Regions from separate parts of the Callithrix jacchus genome. Here region 1 is linked to region 2. A link is a contact called in public Hi-C data. All regions are on one chromosome and are shown on one strand. Each heading gives the region's core, a stretch centred on a gene start, on an enhancer-like site or on the middle of the called end of the contact. The rest is flanking DNA. Distances are from core to core; before and after follow the strand shown.

Region 1 (5,611 bases), core at 448-2,947, 680 kb before region 2:
CAGTTATATTGAATTAGCCATGAGTTTCACAAGACCTTTTCTCTGCTTTCCTGGACTCCCGCAGTTGTGCTCTCTGGTTAGAACTGCCATCTTCTTTTTCTCCTCACAATTATTTTGCTGATAAGTGCTAGTTGTTAAAAAAAAAAAAACTTGTCTCGTTTTTCCCCAGAAACCTTTTCCAGCATTAATTACCTTTTTTTATGAGAAGACCACAGCTTATTTATCATATGTACATCTTCAAGGTGCAGCAAGTTGCCCCGCACAGGCAGACCCACCTAAGAGTAATAATCTTCCTGGCCAGAGACTCTCCAACAGACTCCTCATAGGATTCTGCTAAAGAGCTGGTTTTGTTTTCTTCATATTATCATTTCTTGAGACTAAAAAGAAAATAATTGAAGACTGAAGAATAAGATCAGATTGTTCTCTACATATTGGAATATGTTATCAATTAATTTATTTGGAGGCATAGATTATTTAATTCCACTATAGTACTTTGATTGCAAAGTAACCAGAGATGGTTTCATGTAGATGATGCTGAATTTCTTAAAAAACAGCATCTGTATTATTTTCATGGGCTTTTGTCATAATCACCAGTGCCATCATGATGATGCATGTTTTTGTCTACAGGTATAGTTAGTCTGGAATAGGCTTATTTCTGTTTTAAATAATAGCTTCATTTTTGCTTAAAATGCTTTTTGATGAACTCATTTTTATGACTTTGCTACATGGTTTGTCAGGCCCTGGGTTTCTGGATGCATTGTATAATTAATGTAAACTTGGAGAATCTTGTTTTGTTTTTAATGATCCAAATTTAGGTTGCCTTTAGTCACAGAATTTCTGTAAATACAAACTTATGTCAGAAGAGGCCTTTATTTACTTTGTGATTAAACTCAGTATGTTTATTTAATCTGCAATGATTCAGCTTACTGGCTCCTTTAGAAACTTGGGAGTGTCTGTTCTCATGATGGCTGAATAAGTTGCTGGCTTTGATCTGGACTGTAAAGGCTCAGAGGGCATTATTTCCTTGCAACTTTGCCTTTGGAATTTCTCTTTCTTTTCTGTTAGGAAAGTACTATTGTTTGACTGCAGGACCAATCTCATGTAGTTTAGATTCACCATACTTGCAGAATTAGTCTTTTTCTTCATGTTGGGATGCTTTCTGGTGCTTTGAAATGGAAAAAGCAGAGTCATTCCAGGCCCTGACAGAAATCATGCTGTTGATTTTTTGTCTCCTTCCTGGACATTCCAAAGGAAATACAAAAGATGATATTGATATTAATCTGTTAGATCACAAAAAAAACAATGTATGACTAAATGAACCTGTATTAATTTTTCAGAAACCCAAACAAGAGAAAGATGAGAAGTACTTAATTCTTCTTTAGGCAAGACTGACTTGCACAGTCTGTCCGCTGAGTCACTGGTCTTCCACCTCAATTAGTCTGTGTTTGCTCATTTTCCCGCTGTAACATTTCTTAGCAGTAACCAGTTTCTGTCTGTCTTCTCTTTGCTTGAATGGTCACTCTTACTTTTGGTATCATCCCCTCTATACCTCTTATCTCAATTGGTACTCACTGCTGTCATTTATGCTCTTAAATCACCTGAACGCCCAGGTGTTGGGAGAACATGTCCTTAATGTTATCGTAGCTTGCAGGGACTTGGCTTTCTGCTTCAAGGTTCAGCATGCTGCTGGAGTTCCTTCCACTGCCCCCGTATTGCAGGCAGCTGGAAGTGGAAGGGACAAGACATCTCACCAGCAAGCCAGCTTTCTGTAAGCACCCTGTTTACCCTCTTTTACCAGAACTTCATCCAGTGGCCGCAGATTTCTAATGACCATTTGTAAGGATAGCTATAAGAGAGGTTGTAAAATGCAATCTTTGTCCAGGGGCATTGCAACCCCAGGGAAAATGGATTTCTATTATTTAGAAGATGAGAATAGCTATTGGGTGGCAATGAGCCATCTCTGCTAAAACTCAGAAAGCAAGCTAGCTAGGAGTTCAAGAGTTCTTTTTTATGTCCTTCAAAAACACATTTGTCTTGAGACGTAAGTCTAGGCTTTTAACCACCTTTTTGTTTCAAACATGAGTAATAAGTTCATTTTATTGATGACAGAAGTATATCTACATTCTTTTTATTTTGAAAGTTAGGCTTCTTAGTGTTTTGTAACTGAGTCTGTATATCTTTACCTGAGTCTTTAGCTTCCCCTCTCTTTACTCCTCTTTTGAGATTCAGACTTACTCAACCAAAACATCGTTTTAGCTGACTCTCCAACCATGTTGAGTTACATTCGCTTCCAGATTCTTAAGTCATAAAACTATGAATCTTTTTATTGTTGACATACATATTCTGTGAGTATTCATAAGGGCGTATCTGACCAGTAAGGATTTTCTTTTCCTGCCAGTTTCTCGCCCCATTTCCTTCACATGATTTGCCTGGAGCTTCCATCCTGTTCTCCTAGGGCTGGGCATGGGACCCTGGTCTAGTTAGTACGTTCTTCTTTCCTGTTCAGTGGTTGAAGACCATCTCTAACTCCTCAAAGAGAGAGAAAAAGAGCTTATCTTAGAAGGAGACCAATACAGAGGAAAAACAGCTGATGGATGGATTAAGCAATTTTTCTGGAGACATCTTTGTAGAACTTGAATCTAACCTGCCTCATTGATTTTTGTGTTACATATACCAATAAAGATCCCTTTCCCCCTTTAAGCCAGGTTCAGTAAATTTAGGCAACTTGCACCTAAATTTGCCTTCATCAATTCAATTTGGTAACTTCTTCTGGGCTCCTATTCATTCCACTAGCCAAATCCTTTTCCTTATTGAAGTGTACCAGCTTTATGAGATACACATGACCCTACATGTGCTAGGTAAATTACATCAAGTGGTATGAAATAATTCTGTCATAAAACCTGCTGGTGTCTGTTTAATGGTGCTACTGAGAAATAATCAGGTTCTATATTGACATGAAATAAAGGAATTTGTTCTGACTTGAATGCAATCTCATCAGTTTCTCTGCTGTCACTCCTTAGCACACAAAGAATGCAGAGGCAACTGACCAGACATGTAACTGCGTACCATAGAGAGCGTAAAGCAGAATGAGGCGCAAATAAATGCATTTCAGAGAATGCAGGTATGTTCCCAGTTCTCCTGTGAACATTATTAATGTCATCAAAACACGTTTTCAAAATGTTTTGAAGAAAATTAAAATCTCTTTAGAAATCAGGGAACAATGCCTGTGTTCCATGAAACTAGACCTTTGAGCAATTATGGAGAGCAACAAGGAGTTCATCAAGATTAATAAGGATCTTGATATAGTTAATCCACAGGTAATTATTCAGTCTAAAATAACAAGGAACATAGAGAAAGGGAAGCAAAACTAACATTTGTTGAGGTCAATTATGTACTAGGTACAGTCCCACTTTCTTTCACACAGAATTTGATACCAAGGAAAAAAAAGCAGAGGCATTTTCAAAGCCATAATTGTTTAAGGAACATGAATATGTAAGGAAAATGGGAATATAGTGCCTGATACATAGGAAATATTTAATAAATTGTAGCAACTATGGTTGTTGTTGTTGATGATGATGATATACAAATACCTGGGTAAGGTAAACCCTCCAGGAGCACTGAGGTTGGGGTTCTTAGTACCTAAACAAGGAGGCCAGGTACACAGTAGCTCTTGTATTCTAAATGAATGGAATAAAATATCTGCACCACTGTCTTCTAAGGGTAAAGATTAAAATTCGTAGTCTTAAGTTTAGAGTACGGTGAATCAGAATCCTTAACCATAGAGCAAAAGTCATTTGTATTTTTCACAAGCTCCCTAGGAGGATCTTGCTGTCCATGTGAAAATCTTGGTCTGGGGGAAGGGGATTGACACTACTGGAATGAGAAGATGTCACTGTATTTCACTAACCCTTAACTTACCTCTTTTTTTTCAGAGTATTATTTCATTTTTATTTTAGATTCAAGGGAGTACATGTGCAGGTTTTCACATAGGTTTATTGTTTGATGCTGAGGTTTTGGCTTCTAATTAATATTCTGATTGTCCAAGTAGCGAGTATAGTACCCAATAGGTAGCTTTTCAACACTTGCTCCTCTCACTACCTCCCCGCTTTTAAAATCTCCAGTGTTCTCCAGCTTGGCGACAGAGCGAGACTCCATGTCAAACAAAAACAAAAACGAAAACAAAAACCTCCATTGTCTGTGGTTCCCATCTTTGCATACCTGAGTACCCAGTATTTAGCTCACTTAAAAGTGAGAATATGCAGTGTTTGGTTTTCTGTTTCTGTATTAGTTCACTTAGGATCATTGTCTCCAGCTGCATCACTGTTGCTGCAAGAGATATGATTTCATCCTTTTTTTATGGCTTCATAGTATCCCACGATGTATATACACCACATTTTCTTTATCCGATTGATCACTGCTGGACACCTGGTTGATTGCATATCTTTGCTGTTGTGACAGTGCTGCAATAAACATCCAACTGCAGGTGTCTTTTTGGCAGGATGACTTGTATTCCTTTGGATGTATACCCACTGACAGGATTGCTGTGTTACATGGCAATTTTGTTTTTAGTTCTCTGAGAAATCTCCATACTACTTTTCACAGTGGCTGAGCTGATTTGCATTCTCATCAACAGTGTATTGTGTTTCATTTTCTCCCCAAACTTGCCAACTTGTTATTTTGAGACGTGTTAGTAATAGCCATTCTGACTGGTATGAGATTTGCAACTCTGATGATTTGTGATTTTTGAGCACCTTAACTTAACTTTGAAAATCTTCTAAATTAATTTGACATCACCAGAAATAATTTCAAAACAGTTCCAACTGCAGTATTATTGTTCAATCTTTCAAGCGAGAAACATTTCCTTTCAACGAAAGCACAATCTCAATTTACTAAGCAACCATAACGATGTGGCAAACACACTATATTTTTAATGTGCGCCATATCCTGGGGGTTAAAGATTATATGTCTCAATTTAACATAGTTATTTATTTCTTTTCCTTTTTCCTTTCCTCGCCTCCTCTCCTTTTTCCATTCCCTCGCAGTCTCCCTTTTCTTTTTTATGAACCTTCCTGTTTTCCTCATGGTGCAGTGTTTCCGAGTGACCAGCAGAGGGCACTATGCTGCAGCAAGTCTGGGCATAACTAAGATAAATTGCTGATTGAAATCAAAGATAGATTAAAACAAGCTCATAAATGTTGTTAAATACATGAATGCCTACTGCATTTTAATTATGGTGATATACATGGACCTGCTATGATCACGTAGTTCATAAACTTTGCTTTAATAGCTGTATTTAATGATGTACTCTTTCCTTTATGAGAATTTAATTCTCCGAATATGATACATTTTAAAAATAAGACACACTTAAACCAGTGGGCAGTAGATCTGCATCTCCTCCTGAGGTCCTTGTTTTATGGGTCTGTTCTACTGTGTAATTGTTTAGTTTAACTTGGTAAACATGTCAGTTTTCCCAGGATGATTAGGTGGATAAACAAAATGTTCAAAAAGAAATGGAGCCAATTAGACTTTTTATCAAAGACATACACACAAAAAAGCCTTTACAAATGAATGGACTTTTCCTTAGAGGTTTGATCTTAATTTAGAGTTCCTG
Region 2 (5,058 bases), core at 302-2,801:
CAATTAGTATCCAATGCCAGTCAATCAATAATCTTCCCCATTAGTATAATTCAGAATTTTAAAATTAGCTGCTTTTCACAATCAACTATGAGGCTTACAGAAGAATGAGTCTCTGGATCCCTCCCTAAGACTGTGATTCAGGAAGTCTGGAAAAAACCTAGTTTCAAGTAGCTCCCACAGGTGTTTCTGACATCCACCCAGGGCCAGGACATAGTCGTTCCAGCTGAGTGCTTACTACTGACCCACAAGTATATCAGACCAGGAGGAGTGAAAGGAGCCCTACGAAAAACAGGGGATTTAGGGTGATCTATAGATTAAAGCAAAAAGCAAAAAGTTTTTCTTTGCAAGCCCAGTTCAGCAGTTCCTACAGAGCCAATAATTCAGAATAATTTCTTTGTGGATATAGTTACAAACTGACAACTGGGACCAGAGATTCCCAGTCCTGACAGCACCCAGAATAATCTGGAAGCAAAGATAGACACACTGACCCACTGAATTGGAAACTCTGAAAATGGGACCTGGAGATGTACATTTTTCACATCTCCAGGTGACTGCTAAAAGCAGAAAGGATTGGAAATCTCATTTTAGGTCACTGCAAATTAGTACCTATATTCCCTTTAAGCTATTTTATATACTGTCTTTGAAGAACTGCCTCGTCAGTAAATCTCAACCCAATTCCACTGAAACTTCCTCATATGAGATCTTCCCAACAGCATTTCAGAAATCCATATTTGGAGCTCTAAGACATAAGGAAATGATAAAGGATTCCTATGAAAGAAGACAAAACTTGGTTTGGGTTAGCTGATATTCTCATCTTTCCAATGGTCATCACAAGGATTGCTTAACTAAGTCAGCGTTATGACATGAGTATTTGCATATTGTTCTAAAATCTTTCCATTGGCTATACTCCAGTGTATTAACCGTTTTTTCTTGCCTAGAGATAACCTAGTATCTTTGCCATAGAGAAGATGAAAAGCAGCTGAAATGTTGAGGCTTCTTTGAGTAAATATATTAGCTGGGGACTCATATCATGAACTATTCGCTCTTAAAATACCCTTGAAACTGTTTTGTCTCAAATGCAAAAATCACAGTTATGAAACATCGCTTTTTATTATAACACAGTAGATAGTTCAATGTACAGCAACCAAACAAAAAAAAAGGAATGTGTTTGCCAGTTGGTATTTTGCCCTTATTATATAAAATTGGAAATGGAAACTGCGGCCTTGATGAAAACACTGAAATTCCAGTAAGTAGGATTAGTCATACTTTTTGTGTTCCAGGGTTAGATTTCAAACGGCAAGTAAAAGTTCCCTGAGCTACCAGTGGAAGCAAACACTCTCAAATTAAAATAAAAAGGACTGCACATACTTACAAGAGCCAAAGCGAGAATGAGTAACGTTTGACATTTGAAAGCCTGGAATTGCAGCAAACAGCTCTCTCCCCGAGGAGAAACTTCTCACCAAATAGTTGGCTGGCTGTGGTATCTAGCTTTCTTTGAAACAGCAAGCCTAAACTCTTCAGGGAGAAGGAAAATTAAGGAAAACCACTTTGGCTTAACGCCTCACAGGCTGGGAACTATTGTAATCAAGTCAAGAAGCACAGGCCAACTGCATTTTAAATTATACACTGGTCCGAGAACCTGGAAAGGCATCGATGACAGCAGATTGCTGACGGGCCTGGGGCCCCTCTTGCAGCCTCACTCACTCAGTGAGTGTCTTGGGACTTTTTATTTCCACCATTAATAAGATCTCTTTGCTTGGGAGGTAACATTTGGACGTCCTTTGTTTTGTACAACAGTAGCCATATTAACTGCAGCAACATTTTTAAAATATGAACAGAAGAACAAATAGGTAATAGGATGAGTTGAGGATCAAAAAATGTGCACTGTCACCCACATAATTCACAGAGAGAGAGAGAGAGGCAGAGGGAGAAATAAGGCAGACCTTCAGCAGTACTAAACATGAACTAAAATACTAAGATTCATACATATTCTTTATATCTCATAATCTTTCAAAGCAGTGCAGTATAAAATAACTGTCGCAGATTATTAACTTTCTTTAAATGCCAATGGCAAAAGTTAGCGTTTATGTGTTTTTCTTCCAAACCATCTATGCACCTCAAATAATCTCTTCTGAAGGCATAACATCTCCTTACAACTCACATAGGAAATTCAACTTCTCCTAAGCTTGTCTCACTCAGATAAGTGCTGGGTAAAATCTCCTTAGGAAGACTTTGGCTGCCTTGCCCCATTCTGCTCAGCTGGATGGTGTTTGTGTCTACCCACAAAATGGATAAAGATAAGAACTGATTGCCCACCCTATCTAATAGTCTCACAGCTTCAAGGACTTCCCTGGTGGCCCAGTGTTCCTAACACGTTTCTTTCTCCTACCAAGTCAGTTTATGTTATGTAGTTCAGCAAAGAGCCTTCTATTAATTCACTGTGGCTGCTGTAACAAAGTATCAAAACTGGGTGGCTTAAACAGCAGAAATTCATGGTCTCACAGCACTCTGGAGGCTAGAAGTCAGAAATAAGGCATTGACAGAGTTAGTTCCTCCTGTTTATCAGACACTGGTAGTAATGGATTAGGGCCTGCCCTAATGACCTCAGTTTAACTTGATTACCTCTGTAAGGACTTTACCTCTAAGAAAGGTCACATTTGGAAGAACTATGGGTTAGGACTTCAATATATGTATTTCAGGGATACAGAATTCAGGCCATAACAACTATCTATCCATTCTTATATGGTGAACACTGCTCACAACATTTAAGGGCAATTTGCACTCTGAGAAGCAAGGATGCCAAACCCACTGGGCCATGTGTCAGCTCATTAATAATTTGCAGGAAGCTAACAATAATTATCACAAACTAGTATCCTGTGCTCTAAGTGAAATTCATTGCAATCTGGTTACCTATAAAACACTTTTCTTCTAAATGTATGTGTTTTTTACTGTACAATATTATGAAATAGTGAAACTAAAACCACAACTGGTAATTATCTGTGAATACAGCAACTTTGGCCTTTTCCTCAATCATCTTTTGCTGAGATATTTATTAAGCTTCATTCTCCATTTCATGCATTTAACAGTGAGACAATAATACAGTCTGATTCACCCCGTATCATAGGTCATCAAATTCTCTGACTTTCCTAGCCACTACAACCTCAAACTCAACAACCAATAACATGCCTAGGTTCTTAATGACACTGTTTTCCTTAAAAAGAATTCCACCACTATCCTACTAAAAGATCCGCAGCCCAGGTCACAAAGATTGTGTCACTGTGCTTCATCACCCTGATGAGGATAAAGTTGAAGTCTCCTCTTAAAAACCCCTTGCCCTGGGACATAACTCAATTGAGCCTACAAGGAACAGGGATATACTCTTTGAATAAACTGTAAACCCAATCACAGAAAGAGTCTTCCTCTCGAAAGAAAATAGTTTGATCTAAAAACCCAAAGCCCACAGAGATAGTACTACCATGCTCCGCTAGAAAAATAAATTCAACAGAAGTGTTCTAAGATTGCCAGATGCACAGTACCAGACATCATTTAAAAAACTAAGGATCCATCCTTGGCTGAGATCTTACTCTCAAGGTATAACTGCCTTTACTTGAGTCTGCTTTCTTTAGCTAATCCAAATTAGCCAAGGTATAAAATTGAACCATATTAATTATATGGGTTAAAATTATCAATAATTGTCAATTTCATGTGGCTCAATATAATTCCATGCTTCATTCATTAATTCAGTTCTTTCAAAAATCCTTTATTAAGTGTTTTCCATTACTAGGCTCTATTCTAGGTGTGCATAAATCTACATAAGAGAGTTTTCAATACAGTTAGGGAAAAACCACTTCTGGCTACAAGATCTGAAGTTATCGTTCCTCTGTAAACAACTAAGAAGCAGAACAAAATACAGGAAATAACTATTTTCAGACATTAGACAACAGGCAACAGAGAAGTGTGATCTCAGAGAGAAAGGAAATAGAGTCCTATGATTGCCCAGTCTCTTTGCCTAGAGGCAATTTCTGAACTGCTGAGCAAGGAGGGGAAACCCAAACTGCAATCTCACTGAGTGGAGGAGTCAAAGATGAGGTTCAGGAAGGTAAGGTGGCCTTAACTTACATGCCAGGATACCCCAAAAAACTGGAGCTGGTACAGAGAAAGAATTCTAGAAACCACCATAGGGGAACTCTAGAATCTATGTCTGAATATCAATATGTACTTGCAGAGTGCGAAACACCCTAAAGTAGGGCAAAGAATGACTTCTGAGAAAAGAAAATGTACTGAGGAGTTATAAGCCAAAGAATTCCTAGAGCTCACAGAAGGCCAGAATAGTTCAGTTTCCGCCAGTGAGAATCCAAATCCCTCATGGGATACATGTAGCAGCCAATGAAGACCACAGAAGGTCCAACCTAAAAAGTGATTTTAAATTAGCCCTAGTATAACGACTACTCCAGATATGCCCCTAAAAACTCTTTTTAAAAGATTCAGATAAATCTTATCTAGCACATACTCTAAACAAAAACAACTAGATAAGAGAAGCAGCAAAAAAATAGGGGCCATAACCAAGAAAAAAAAATCAGTCAATAGAAATATAGATGAAAAACATTATATCTGAGGTTAAAATATCACTAGATGGAATCAATAACAGATTAGAAACTGCAGGAGAAAAGATTAGTGAATTCAAAGACAGCAGTGGAAATTATACAAAATGAAGCATAGAGAAAAATTACTGAAAAAAAATTTACAGAGCTCAGGGACCTCTGGAATAATATTAAAAACTTTAACACAAATAAAATTGGAGTTTGAAAAGGAGAAAAAAGTGAAAAGAAAGAAATTTTGAAGAAATAATGATTAAAAACATTCCAAAATTGAAAGCTATAAATGCACAAAGAGGCTCAGCAAACCCCAAGCAAGAAAAATACAAAAACATAAAACACTACAGAACAATATAACCAAATTGCTTAAAGCCAGTAATAAAGAGAAAATCTTTAAAAAACAGCCTGAGGAAAGAAAACACATTAAATACAGAGAAACAAAGATAAAAATTCCACAGGCTTT

What was found. Hi-C and Micro-C count contacts between places; a contact is called where the count stands out from the background.
Region 1: a contact with region 2 is called in a Hi-C map of induced pluripotent stem cells, with 2.4 times the contacts expected there. The contact joins two enhancer-like sites. A contact is called at or near these places in 2 of 3 Hi-C or Micro-C datasets (induced pluripotent stem cells and skeletal muscle).

What each region holds. Positions count from the first base shown.
Region 1 is chr11:41,473,552-41,479,162 of calJac240_pri, reverse strand. No RefSeq gene overlaps it. Among named protein-coding and RNA genes, the nearest start is that of AGR3, 100 kb to the left of the region's middle. Within about 2 kb of position 1,697, at least 3 of the 16 cell types and tissues checked have an H3K27ac peak or open chromatin away from gene starts, as enhancers often do.
Region 2 is chr11:40,790,719-40,795,776 of calJac240_pri, reverse strand. No RefSeq gene overlaps it. Among named protein-coding and RNA genes, the nearest start is that of SNX13, 260 kb to the right of the region's middle. Within about 2 kb of position 1,551, at least 4 of the 16 cell types and tissues checked have an H3K27ac peak or open chromatin away from gene starts, as enhancers often do.